Linked DNA regions of Ovis aries: region 1 is linked to region 2. The links are chromatin contacts, called in public Hi-C maps. All regions are on one chromosome and are shown on one strand. Each heading gives the region's core, a stretch centred on a gene start, on an enhancer-like site or on the middle of the called end of the contact. The rest is flanking DNA. Distances are from core to core; before and after follow the strand shown.

The links. Hi-C and Micro-C count contacts between places; a contact is called where the count stands out from the background.
Region 1: a contact with region 2 is called in a Hi-C map of blood, with 2.5 times the contacts expected there. The contact joins the promoter of KCNMB1 here to the enhancer-like site in region 2. A contact is called at or near these places in 6 of 16 Hi-C or Micro-C datasets (blood, hypothalamus, mesenteric adipose tissue and 2 more).

What each region holds. Positions count from the first base shown.
Region 1 is chr16:2,456,075-2,461,898 of ARS-UI_Ramb_v3.0, reverse strand. It overlaps KCNMB1 (potassium calcium-activated channel subfamily M regulatory beta subunit 1), which reads left to right and starts at 2,095. Exons shown (of 4, transcript XM_004016863.5): 1 at 2,095-2,225. All of the region lies in intron 1 of KCNIP1 (potassium voltage-gated channel interacting protein 1), which reads right to left. It overlaps LOC106991656 (a long non-coding RNA gene), which reads right to left and starts at 2,047. Exons shown (of 3, transcript XR_001435857.3): 1 at 1,890-2,047.
Region 2 is chr16:2,413,991-2,419,488 of ARS-UI_Ramb_v3.0, reverse strand. No RefSeq gene overlaps it. Among named protein-coding and RNA genes, the nearest start is that of KCNIP1, 8.5 kb to the left of the region's middle. Within about 2 kb of position 1,373, at least 1 of the 54 cell types and tissues checked has an H3K27ac peak or open chromatin away from gene starts, as enhancers often do.

The DNA.
Region 1 (5,824 bases), core at 846-3,345, 42 kb before region 2:
CAAGCAGTTTTGTGATCTCTAACCCTCTGTGCCAACGCAGAACACCAGTCTTTATCAGTGTAACATCGTTGTTTCCTTCCTTCCTCCTACAATCATCTGCCCCACACGAACCCCACAGCCAGCCAGGGAGCAGGGTTTCCACCCGCATACCCTCAAGAGACAGGCATGTCAAAGCATTTTGGCAAGAGTTTGCTTCGATGCAGCAGAAAGATATACCAGCCCCTGTCTGTTCCCATTTTCCAAGGGGAGAATACTTGGGAAGAAGGCTTGTTTGCTTATAAAGTCCAAATGTGTAACTCTTAATACCTTTAGTCAGTTACAAGCATGTAGCCCTTTAGCCATACTTTTAAAAGACTGTCTGTTGTACTGAGGGTCTCTCCCCGAAAGGAGAAAGAAGGATTTTTGCACTAGATCACAGGCAGGAATCTTCTGGCTCCTGCGTGGGCCAGGACCATCTTGGAAAATCACCCCTCTGGGATTCATTCTTGGCCATGTCCTTCACCGCCAATGCTGCATCTGCAAGGTCTGAGGCCTTTAGACACCCCCTTGGCTATGGTGCCCGTTAAACAGACGATTTACTCTCCTGTTAATAGGATTCAATTACGAAAAGGGGTGGGGGAAGGGAGCTCACTGCTGGGGAGAGTTTAGGGGCCTGAGCACTGCTCTCGTTTTATGGCCCGATAAGCTGGTTGCCTCATAGCAACAGAGGCAGAAGTGAGGAGGGTCCAGAACTCTTACAGTTGGCAGGGCTGAGCTGTGCCCACCTCCCCAGGAGCTCTAAAATATCAAGTGGCGAGTGTCTGCACAACAGAAGTGAGCTTTCAGGTCTTAAAGCAGCACCAGGCTCAGGAGAGAGAGCCAGGCTCAGCAGAGAGAGCCCCAGCTCTGTAATCTGGCAGGACCTGCTTTGACGCTGGCTCCTGCACTTGGGGAACCCCCAGGTGGCTCAGTGGTGAAGAGTCCGCCTGCCAGTGCAAGAGACCTGGGTTCTGTCCCTGAGTCGGGGAGGTCCTCTGGAATAGGAAATGGCAGCCCACTCCAGTATTCTTGCCTGGAGAATCCCATGGACAGAGGAGCCTGGCGGGCTACAGTCCACGGGGCTGCAGAGAGTCGGATGCGACTGAGCGCGCACGCGCATGCATGCATCCATGCAGCCCGCACTTAGAGCAGCCAACTGTGGAAGAGCAATTTAAGGCTTCTGAGCTTCAGATTCAGTTTCTTCAACTGACCGTTGAGTAAACTGAGGAGCAGAGACGCTAGGATCATTCCTGATACTTAGGGAAGGCCCTATGCTCGTGTTTATTTTTGTCACTGCTTTTTAATCCTTCCAACAACCACTTTAAGGATGAAAGAGTAGAGAGAAGTTATGTTTTTGCCTTCAAATGTTATTTCTCACTTGTCTCTTCTATTGATGGGAACAAATCTCTGCCCATGCGCCCAAACTGTACAGTTTGACCACCGGGAGGTCACTGGGCCAAGCAGGCTCTTCTTAGATCTGGCCAGCTGGAAACAGCCGTGAAGCTCTCACTGCTGCCCGCTTCTCCTTGGTTGGTCTTTAAAAGGTGAGTTTCTCTTTTCCTGCCCCAAATCTCCACCATTTCTAACTCTTATCACTACTCTGTACAAAGTAAGGTTTAAAAACCCCAAGAGGCTCAGAGAGGCATCGTGACCTGCCTGGGGTCACACAGTACACAGTTGTCAAAGGCTGAGGGTTTTGGCTGCTGGGCGGGTTGGAAATGCCAGCCCCTCCAGCTGCTGATGAGCCCCACCCCTTAGAGCTTCCACTCCTCCTCCCTCCCCTCCGTCAGCAAAAAGAAACTCATTTCCCATCCCAGACTTCTCTGCCAGCCCAGAGAGATTAAGTGAAGAAGAAATGTCTCCAAACATACCGAGATGGTCTTTCCTGGCTTCTCAGATTTGCTGTCTGTGGTTTGAAACCTTTTGCCCAGTAGATTCTGGGAATTGCAGGGCAGGGGCCTGGGTAACAGCTGCCAGCCCCTGGGCTGGGTACCTGCCCTCTCGAGTTTGTGTCCTGGGGCTGTGTGCTCAGACTTGACCATGTTTGGGCATGGAGGCTCGTCTCAGACGAGAACCAAAGGCCGCTTCCCCAGAGACGGGCTGGGAGCCCAAACTTCCTGCTGCAGCTCGGGCAGCTTCTTTTGGGTGGGGGCTGGGGACCAGGCAGAAAAGGGTCTGCCGAAGACTCGCAGGGCACCCAGGAGACTGTGAGTACTGAGGTCAAGGACGCTGGGGAAGTGGTTTCTCCAGAGACTGGGGCTGGGGCTGGACCTTCGCTGCGGGGGCCGGCAGTGGGAACTCCCTGCCTCGGGGGCTGGCCATCAGGACTCTGGGCTCCAGAGGAGCTGGTGTTAAGTCGCACAGGGCTAGAACTGCCGGACCCATGGTCTGGGGGCCTGCGGGGGGCTGGAGGTGGGAAGGGGGGTCCTTGGCCCCATCAGTGGGGTGGCTCAGTGCCCTGGCCCTTGTCTCAGCCTGCAGAGCAGCCAGAGGGCAGCAGATCAGGACCAGCCCTGGCCCTTGTCACCAGGGGAGGGGTGGGGCAGAAGCAGGCCCAGCAAGAGCACTGGGGACTTCTGATCCAAACCTCAGGGCTTCTTTCTTAATAGTAGCAGTTAATATTTATCAAGGGCTTGCACTGGGCCAGGCAACGTGATGTTTGGTACATCATTTGATCTTTATCAGAATTCTCAAAAGTGGGCACTATCATGCTTTACAGTCACAGGTTGCTAGGTGACAAAGCCAGGATTTGATCCCATGCCTGATGATCTCAGAACACCCCCTGTCCCTCACTCCATTAGACCCTTAAACACTGTCTTCTATGCCCTGAAAAGGATGTCAACCCAAACATCGGATTACTGAGGACCCCCTCAAATCCCACCTTGCTTGGCCTTTCTTCACCTTTCCTCAATCTACCCCAGACCTCCAGTGACATTTCCAAATGGAGAGCTGTACCTCAAAAGTCCAGAGATATTTAGCAGTTCTCAACTGAGGAGTTCTTCTTCGAGTCTAACTGAAATCCCCCATTTTACAGCTGCAACCCATTTCTTCCTGTGCAGACCTCAGGGGTCTCAGCGGTTCCCACCCTTCCTGCTGCCTAAAGTTTCTCACTATGGATGTTGAAACTTAGGACTATATCTGTATTCATATCCTCACCCTACGCTTTTATCCTGTGCGGTCTTAGTAGGATTTATCAAAACTCTGCTAGCCCCCTCCCTTGGGCTGGGTGACAGTTTCACTAGAGCTTTGCAGACAGGAGGGATCTGAACAAGCGGCAGGGTCCAGACTGCTTCATTTGCTTTCCTCCTGAGTGCCCAGACCTGGTACACTGGGAGTGCCCGGGGGAGGGGATGTGCCCGGGCAGACAGGCCTCCCCGGTCTCAAGGATGCTCTGACTCTCCCAGGGAAGGACTGGTTCTGTTGTGGGCACTCAGCCTAGGTCCTCCCTCCGAGGCGTGATTCCGAGTTGACCCTAGAACCTCGTGTTCCACAGTCGCAGGGCTAGGGCCAGGCACCAACGACCTCAGACAGTCCTGGGAAGGAAGGCTGTGTAGGATTTTTGCCCATCCCTGGGTGGCTGTATTCTTTAGCCTGCAAAAACATGTGTGGGTTTGTTAGACTGGCCCTAGGTAAATCATGATGTGGGCTGCCCTATTTCCCACAAGATGGAAGGACAGGACAAAAGTCATAGGAAAAAGAGTTGAATAGCATGTCTCTCATTGTCAAGAGATGATTTTTTCCTTTGTGACTGTGTAGTGTCTCTGTTGGAATGTAGGGAAACCACACTTCTCAGTGCCCCAAATGTGGGAGAAAAAGTCATCATTGGGTATCATCCCTATTAATCGCCTTGGAGGGCATGACAGGGCTGTAACCTTGGTATCTGACCCTGGAGTCTCCTTTTTAGGATAGTGGGGGGCTGGGGACACCTGGAGTGGGGAAGAAACAAGGCAGAGATCTCTGACTGGACACTTGAAGCAACTTAACAGAAGAGAAGTTGAGTAGAAAATAAGACACTTTGTTGAAAATCCCTTTGAATTAATAACACCTATCTCGGGAATATTCACTCATTCAAAAAAATAATGTTTATTACCTTGGGGACCTGGCAGGGAAAATAAAGTCCCTCCTGATAGCTCACTAACATTTCCCCTAATTCAGGGGTTACAGAGAAAGGCCCCACAGCCCTGTTATCCTTGGTAGAAATGTTACCTTAAGCAACAAACAAAAAGCAACAACAAAGGAATTTACTGAAGGCTGTGGGGCAACTCTGGAGAAGGCAATGGCACCCCACTCCAGTACTCTTGCCTAGAAAATCCCATGGATGGAGGAGCCTGGTGGGCCGCAGTCCATGGGGTCGCAAAGAGTCAGACACAACTGAGCAACTTCCCTTTCACTTTTCACTTTCATGCATTGGAGAAGGAAATGGCAACCCACTCCAGTGTTCTTGCCTGGAGAATCCCAGGGACAGGGGAGCCTGGTGGGGTGCCGTCTATGGGGTCGCACAGAGTTGAATAGGACTGAAGCGACTTAGCAGCAGCAGCATCACAGGGCAACTCACTGACTGCAGAGGAAATCCATACCAGGACCGAAGCCGGGACGCTCTGGCTCCAGGAGGTGCCTGGGGGACAAGAGTGACTCTCCTGGCAGGGGTTCAGGGAGGAGGGGCTCTGCTTGCTCTGGGAGAGGCAGGTCCCGGGAGAAGGATGAAGGGCCTCAGGCCCAAGACACAGGGAGGCAGGAAGCCGCCCGTCACTTGCGCCATTCTGCTTGGGCTCAGGGGGGCTCAGGGGGGCTCAGGTCCCCATGTAAGAGAGCAGCTGCTGAGGCCACGTGATGCCACCTGCCCTTGCGGAAAGCAGGGAGGCAGCTGTTTCAGGATCCCCACGGCTGAAACCCTCCTGTTGCCCCGATGTCTTGGCTGTCCTCTGGCAGACCTGCTGCCCCTTCTCTGCATGCTCCCCCTGCCCAACCAGCCCTGCTGTGGGAGTGGTTTTCATTTAAGTTAATTAAGTTTTGACTGTGCTGGGTCATTGCTGCTGTGTGAGGCCTTTCTCTGGCTGTGGCGTGTGGGGGTTACTCTCTGGTTCCACAGGCTTCTCATTGCGGCGGCTTCTCTCCTGGAGCGCAGGCCCCAAGCGCGTGCGCTTCCGTGGTTGCAGCGCGCGGGCTGAGTAGTTGTGGCTCACGGGCTTCGCTGCTCCACGGCATGTGGAATCTTCCTGGACCAGGGATCGAACCCACGTCCCCTGCATTGGCAGGCGGATTCTTATCCAGTGCGCCACCAGGGGTGTCCTGTGAGACTGTTTCAGCTCCAGGTTTCTCTGAGACAAGTGTCCTCGGAGGACGTGCACGGGTATTCCCCCTCTGCAGCTTACAATGTTAGTTTATCTCCTGTGTTGGTTTCCTATCGCTGCTGTAACGAATTAGCACAAACTCGGTAGCCCGAGTAGACATCTACGCATACACAGTTCTGGAAGGCAGAAGTTCAAAATCAGCAGCACGCTGGCAAGGCTCAGTCAAGGTGTCGGCAGGGCTGCACTCCTCCAGAGGCTGCGGAGGACAACGCTGGGTTCCCTGCCTCTTCCAGTTTCCGGGAGCTGCCAAACCTCTGATACATGACCGCATCACTCCAGCTTCAGCGCCCTGGTCATAGCCCCCTCTCTTTTCTGTCTCATCTCCCTCCGCCTCCTTCTTGCAAAGATCCTTGTGGTTATCTTTAGGTCTGCGTGGATAATCCAGGATAATCTCGCCATCTCAAGAGCCTTCAAGTCTTTGCCATGTAAAGTAACGGTCACAGATCCTGGGGCTG
Region 2 (5,498 bases), core at 124-2,623:
TGGGGAGAGAAACGTCAAGCTCGTTGATGGAAATGAAAGTGAGGAACTCAGGAGAGAGGGTAGGAGCTAGAATTCTCATAAATAAATTATTTTTCTTCCTGCTTAGGAAGAAAATAAATGTAGCATCCCAGCAGGCCAAAAATATTAGCATTTAAATACAGGCTTACACAGGTGGGGAAAAGGGGCGATTTCCTTAGAATTAAATCAACTTTTTCTTTCCTCCAAGGCTCAGAAAAGCCCATTCTGCTCAAGTGTGGTCTTCAGAGTGTTGCTGCACGTTCTCAGTGGGACTCCTGTCCTCTCCCCATTTTCATCATGAGCAAATGCCTAAGAGCTGATGGAAATTCCTCAGTGTTGTTGGCTGGAAGTCTCTCAGACTCATTTGTCTCTTGTGTTAGCAGGTCTGCAGGGCCTAGAGGGGGACTGGAGGAACCATGGTTTTGCCAGCGGAACTGGTGAGAAGGGCAGTGGGCAGCTGCAGGGGCTTCTAGGGAAAAGATGGGAAGAGACCAAGGGCATCCTTGAAGCTGCCCCTTCTCCATCTGTTGCCACTAAATGCTACCCCTTTGCTACCCCGTTGACACATCCTGCCCAGTGCTGTCTTCCCCTGTCTCCTCCACCCTTGCTCACTATGCTCAGCTGGACTTGGGGCCCCTGTCGAGTGTGATCACGGAAACAGAAGAGCTAGCTTCAGTTAGATCCTGAAGATCCCAGGTGTGGCCTGGCTGTCCCAGACTGACCACGGATAGCCACGCAAGTCAGGCTCGTCAGTCTCACTGTTGCTTCCCCTCTGCCTCCCAGAGCCCAGGAAAGCAGGACACAGCTCCACAAAGTGCAGACTTGGGGGCTGGGGTTCCAAGTCCTAGAAGCAGCAGATTCTGGATTATTCTTTACTCTGATTTCCTGGATCCGCTGGATCTTATTTTTTGCAAATAATCCAGATGGCTTTTCCCATATTCTTTAGCTCAGCAAACCACATCACAGCCTCCCAGGACACGGAAGTCACAAGGGCGGGAATCATCGTTGGTTTCTCCCCACCCTCCTTCCCCTCTGTATTATTGGCAGGACTGCTCCTTCCTGAGGCTCCTTGCCTCCTCCCAGCTTCCTGACGGCCGACGTTCCCCACCAGCCCTTGGCTTGTAGACACATCCCCCTCAACTTGGCCTTGATCTGTGTCTGTGTCTCTGCTTTCTCTTCTTATAAGGACAAGTGTCACTGGTCAATAGTCCCAAGGCATATGACTCCAGCGTGAATTAACTAATTACATCTGCAAAGACCCTATTTCCAAATAAGTTCACATCCTGAGGTTCCTGGTGGACACGCAGTTTGCGGGGGACACTACTCAAGCTTCCCCTCTTTCCGGGCCAGTTCCAGCTCCATCTAAGCTGTCGCCAGTTCATGTCACTTCTGCTTCCTTAGTATCTCTCCAAGTGGCCCATTTCTCCCAGTGAATCTGCTTAGTCAGCCCCTCATTTACATTCCGCTGATGACTTCCCATTGCCTTCAGAATCACACCCACACTGTTCAGCAGTGCTTTCAAGGCTCTGGGCGATTCCACCACTATTTATCTCTCCAAGCTCATCTCTCCTAGGACGCACGACTGTATTGATTCGCATATAGATGTGGAGTCGTGTGTCTATTTATTTAATGACAGCCTCTCTCCCTGCATGTAAGCGGCTCAGAGAACAGGGAGAGTGGCTCTCTTGTGTGCTTTTCCACCCGATACCCGACATGCACAGTGGATAAACTCCATGCTCCCTCTCGTCCCAGTACAGTTCTGGGCAGTGCTGAGAACTTCAGTGATCTAACAGAAGGACTCCAACCCTGAAGTGACGCTGAGACTTGGGAAGACGGACCCGAGCAGCTGAGCTACCCGGCCAGAGACATAGGGGGAGGGTGGGGGGCTCCCCCACTTCGATGGCCCTGATGAGCCATCTGGCCAGAGGGGCCACAGTCCCGGGAACTGTGGAGACACTGCTGCTGCGGCTGCGAGGCTGGGGTGGTGGGCGCGGTGATCTCTGTCACCTCTAGCCCCGAGTCGCGTCTTTCTTCCACCCTAAACCCTCCTGCAGCCTCCTTGCAAGGTCCAGGGTGAAGGTCTCAGCAGCCTCTCCCTCTCTCACTCCTTTCCAGCTCCACTGGCTCCTGGCTATTCCTTACACAGGCCAAGTATGTTTCAGACTCAGAGTGCTTGCGCTGTGCTTCTTCGGCCTGGAACACTGTACTCACACAAAATCGTTCTCGCCTGCTTCACGTGTCTTGCTCACATGTCATCTCTGCACAGAGGTCCCTCCAACAACTTTACTGGGAAAGCGCCCCTCCCACCACTGATTCTTTTACTCGGTGGTGGCAGGTTATAGCTTCCTTCAGGGCACTTGCCCTTTCCCACCTCTGTGATATATATGCGTCCCCCTGGTGTCTATCCCACCAGCCTGCAAGCTCTCACACACAGGGCCAGGTCTGTTCTCTCTGCTCCATCCACAGTGCCAAGGAAGAATCCCCACGTCCTCACTGGTCACAGAAACAAGCTCCCTCTCCTTGGGGTTCTCTAGCTGCCACGCTCTTCTGAACATGCTGGAAATTTTGGTCTGGTAGGGATCTTGCCTAGTTTAGAGCACCCACGGATAACACGGGTTTGGAGCCCATGGACTTGAACTCACCATAATCACTCATTAGCTGTGTGCACTTAGCCAATTATTCCAACTCCCTGAGCCTCTGTTTTCCTTATCTTTAAACTGGACATAATCGGAATTGATTCTGGCGTTAAACAGGAGGGGGCAACTAACTGTCTTGGTTTCAGAGAACTGAGGGACTTCCGGGAACGCAGGTACTTTCAGTGCTGAAATCACAATAGTCTTGGTCACTCCTGGGTCCTGCACAGACAGACAAGAACAAGGGCTCAGATGGTGAAGAGACTGCCTGCAACGAAGGAGACCCGGATTCAATCCCTGGGTCAGGAAGATCCCCTGGGGAAGAGAATGGCAACACTCCACTATTCTTGCCTGCAGAATTCCATGGACCAAGGAGCCCTGGGGGCTACAGTCCGTAGGGTGGCAGAGAGTCAGACAGGACTAAGTGACTAACACTTTCTCTTCCTTCAGTGAGAGTGCAGAGCCTGTGTCTTTAACCCAAATTCTACACTGTCAGATTTTGGGTCACTTGATATATTTTACTCCATATATTGTCACAAATGACCCAAATCTTCTACGGCACCGAGGAGGGCGTCAGAAATAGTAAAGAGGTAATGAGTCGTGGGTGGCCAGTGCCCTTTGCCTCTGTGACTGCTCCCTCTCCTGCACCACTCACAGTCCTGTCCCCTCAGATCCACTCATGGAGAGTAGAGGCGTTGACCCTGGCAAGACCACAGCCAGGCCAGGCACCCAGGCTCCTTCTAACTTCAGGCCACCCACCAAGGAAACAGGCAGAAAGGCCACGTGGCCGGAGCCAAGCAGCAAGTCAGAACCGTCCTTCTAGAGCCCATCCAGAGGCAGTGATGGGGGGAACGGAGAAGGGAGGCATTTACCAGTAAATGAGTCTCTTGAAAGATTCATCTTCATATTGGCAATTACATCTGTGCCCAGTGGGGCTGGCAGGATCCCTGGGAGCGGCAGGCAGTGGGGCGTGCGCATCGGTGGGGTGCTGAGTAGGGGCTGTTTCCCAAACTCTGGTGACGCTCACTGCAGATCCCAGAAAACCACCCTTGTCCCTGTGCCCAGTGCCTCAAATGGTGAAAGCAACTCAACTCCTAGAGGAATTCAAGCTCAGTGCCAAGCTGGCATGTTCCCGGAAAGGCAGGAAGCAATGGCATGCCAAAGGGGTTGTGAAGTCTTCTGGGCGAGGTTCGTGTTGTTTCTCCCCACCTAGCACATATGCTTGCCCAAAGCGGGGAGGGAGAGGCTCGCTCCGTTAGCACAGCCCCACCCCTCTCCCCCAGGGGGCCTTTCCACTGCAGAATGCCCACACCTTCTAGTGTGCCATCGCCCTCGCCTCCTAGTGAGCAAAGCAGAGGGGGGCGTGTCGCTTATCTCAGCCCCCTCCCTTGTCTGCGACACGGCTGTAAAGTAGCTTCCAGACTGGCAACATCCAGGTGAGGAGTAAATAAAACACCTGAGCGGTTCATTTCTAAATTGAGAATACGGAGTAGGATCAGGCGATGGGCCTCCTAGCTGTATCACCTTTCGACAAAGGGAAGCTCTTAAGCCTCAGTTCTTCCATTCCTCACTCTGTAAAATGAGGCTCCCTATAGCCTATGATTACCGTATTCAGTGGAAAAGTGTGTATAAGGACCTGGCACATAATAAGCACTCAAATAAGGGCAGTTATTAGTATTCACAGGTGCCGTTGCTGTTGTTTTGATGTTGGCCACTGTACAGGTGAAAATCCCAGAAGCTGTGGCTGCTCTTCCAGGATGTTCTGATTCCTCGGGGAGTGCTCTGGAATCTGGAATGACGGTGAGTCCCACTGCCTAACTTACAAGCTCCATTCACATCCCTTGACTCTGGCCAAGCGTCTGAGAGCTGGGCGTCCCTGGGCTTCAGAGATTCCAGAGCAGGAGGACAAAGGCCCAGACACAATGGGTCTGGAGGCATTTCTAGGGCCCTTTTACTTCTGTGGCTTCGGCCTGAGTTGGAAAGTGTACAGGTCCTGCCTCCCCTAACGTGTCAATAAGCTAGGTCATCTCAGGACAAACCTGTATTAGATGAGAAAAAGCCTAATTAAGTTGGATTTCCTGACTTGAGGAGCTGAGACCCCTCCGCTTATGGGGATGGAGCTCTGTGCCGCCTAGGAGCCCCTCTCTGTGGCCTCCAAACACCCCTCCCTGTGGCCTCCACACACCCCTCCCTGAAGTAGTATCGGCCCTCACTCTTTCCTGTCCCTTACACACGGACAGGAAGTGCAGAGACAGACACAAGAAGAGGAGAGAAGGAAGCTATTATGCTCTCAGCTGGCACCCACATTCCTCTCAGGGAAGGGATTGCCTTTGTGGAGGTTCAGGTCCCTGAAGAGATCTGAACTGGGGGTGGGAGAGAGCTGAAGAAGGCTTAGGAGAGGGGGGGATGGAGGCTGGCCCCGGGGATTGGGAACAGCCGAGGGATGTTCAGGGAGACATCTGAACTCACCTTTCAGTCGCCTGTGGCCACGAGGCACACTTCCCCTGTCTCCCTAAGCTTCCCGTGCATGCCTTGGCTACACACCCGGGACTTGTCAAAATTTTTAAAAGTGAAAATTAGGAGAAAAGATTGAGTTGCAAATTCTGATAGATTTGATGTGGAACAGGATCAGGGCACCCATGAAACCAAGCAGGCCCTAAGCCGGCCTAGCTCAGGGTCCACAGGCGCTCAGAGGCCCAGGTGTCTGGGAACACCCCGCCCTCCCTCTCCCCATCCCCCACCTCTTCTCCTCCCTCCAACATCTCCGTAATGGTGAGAGCTTGAGAGTGGAAGAGACCCCCTAGGTGGTGGTAGTGAAGGGGAACATCCAGAAAAAGCCAGTGGAAT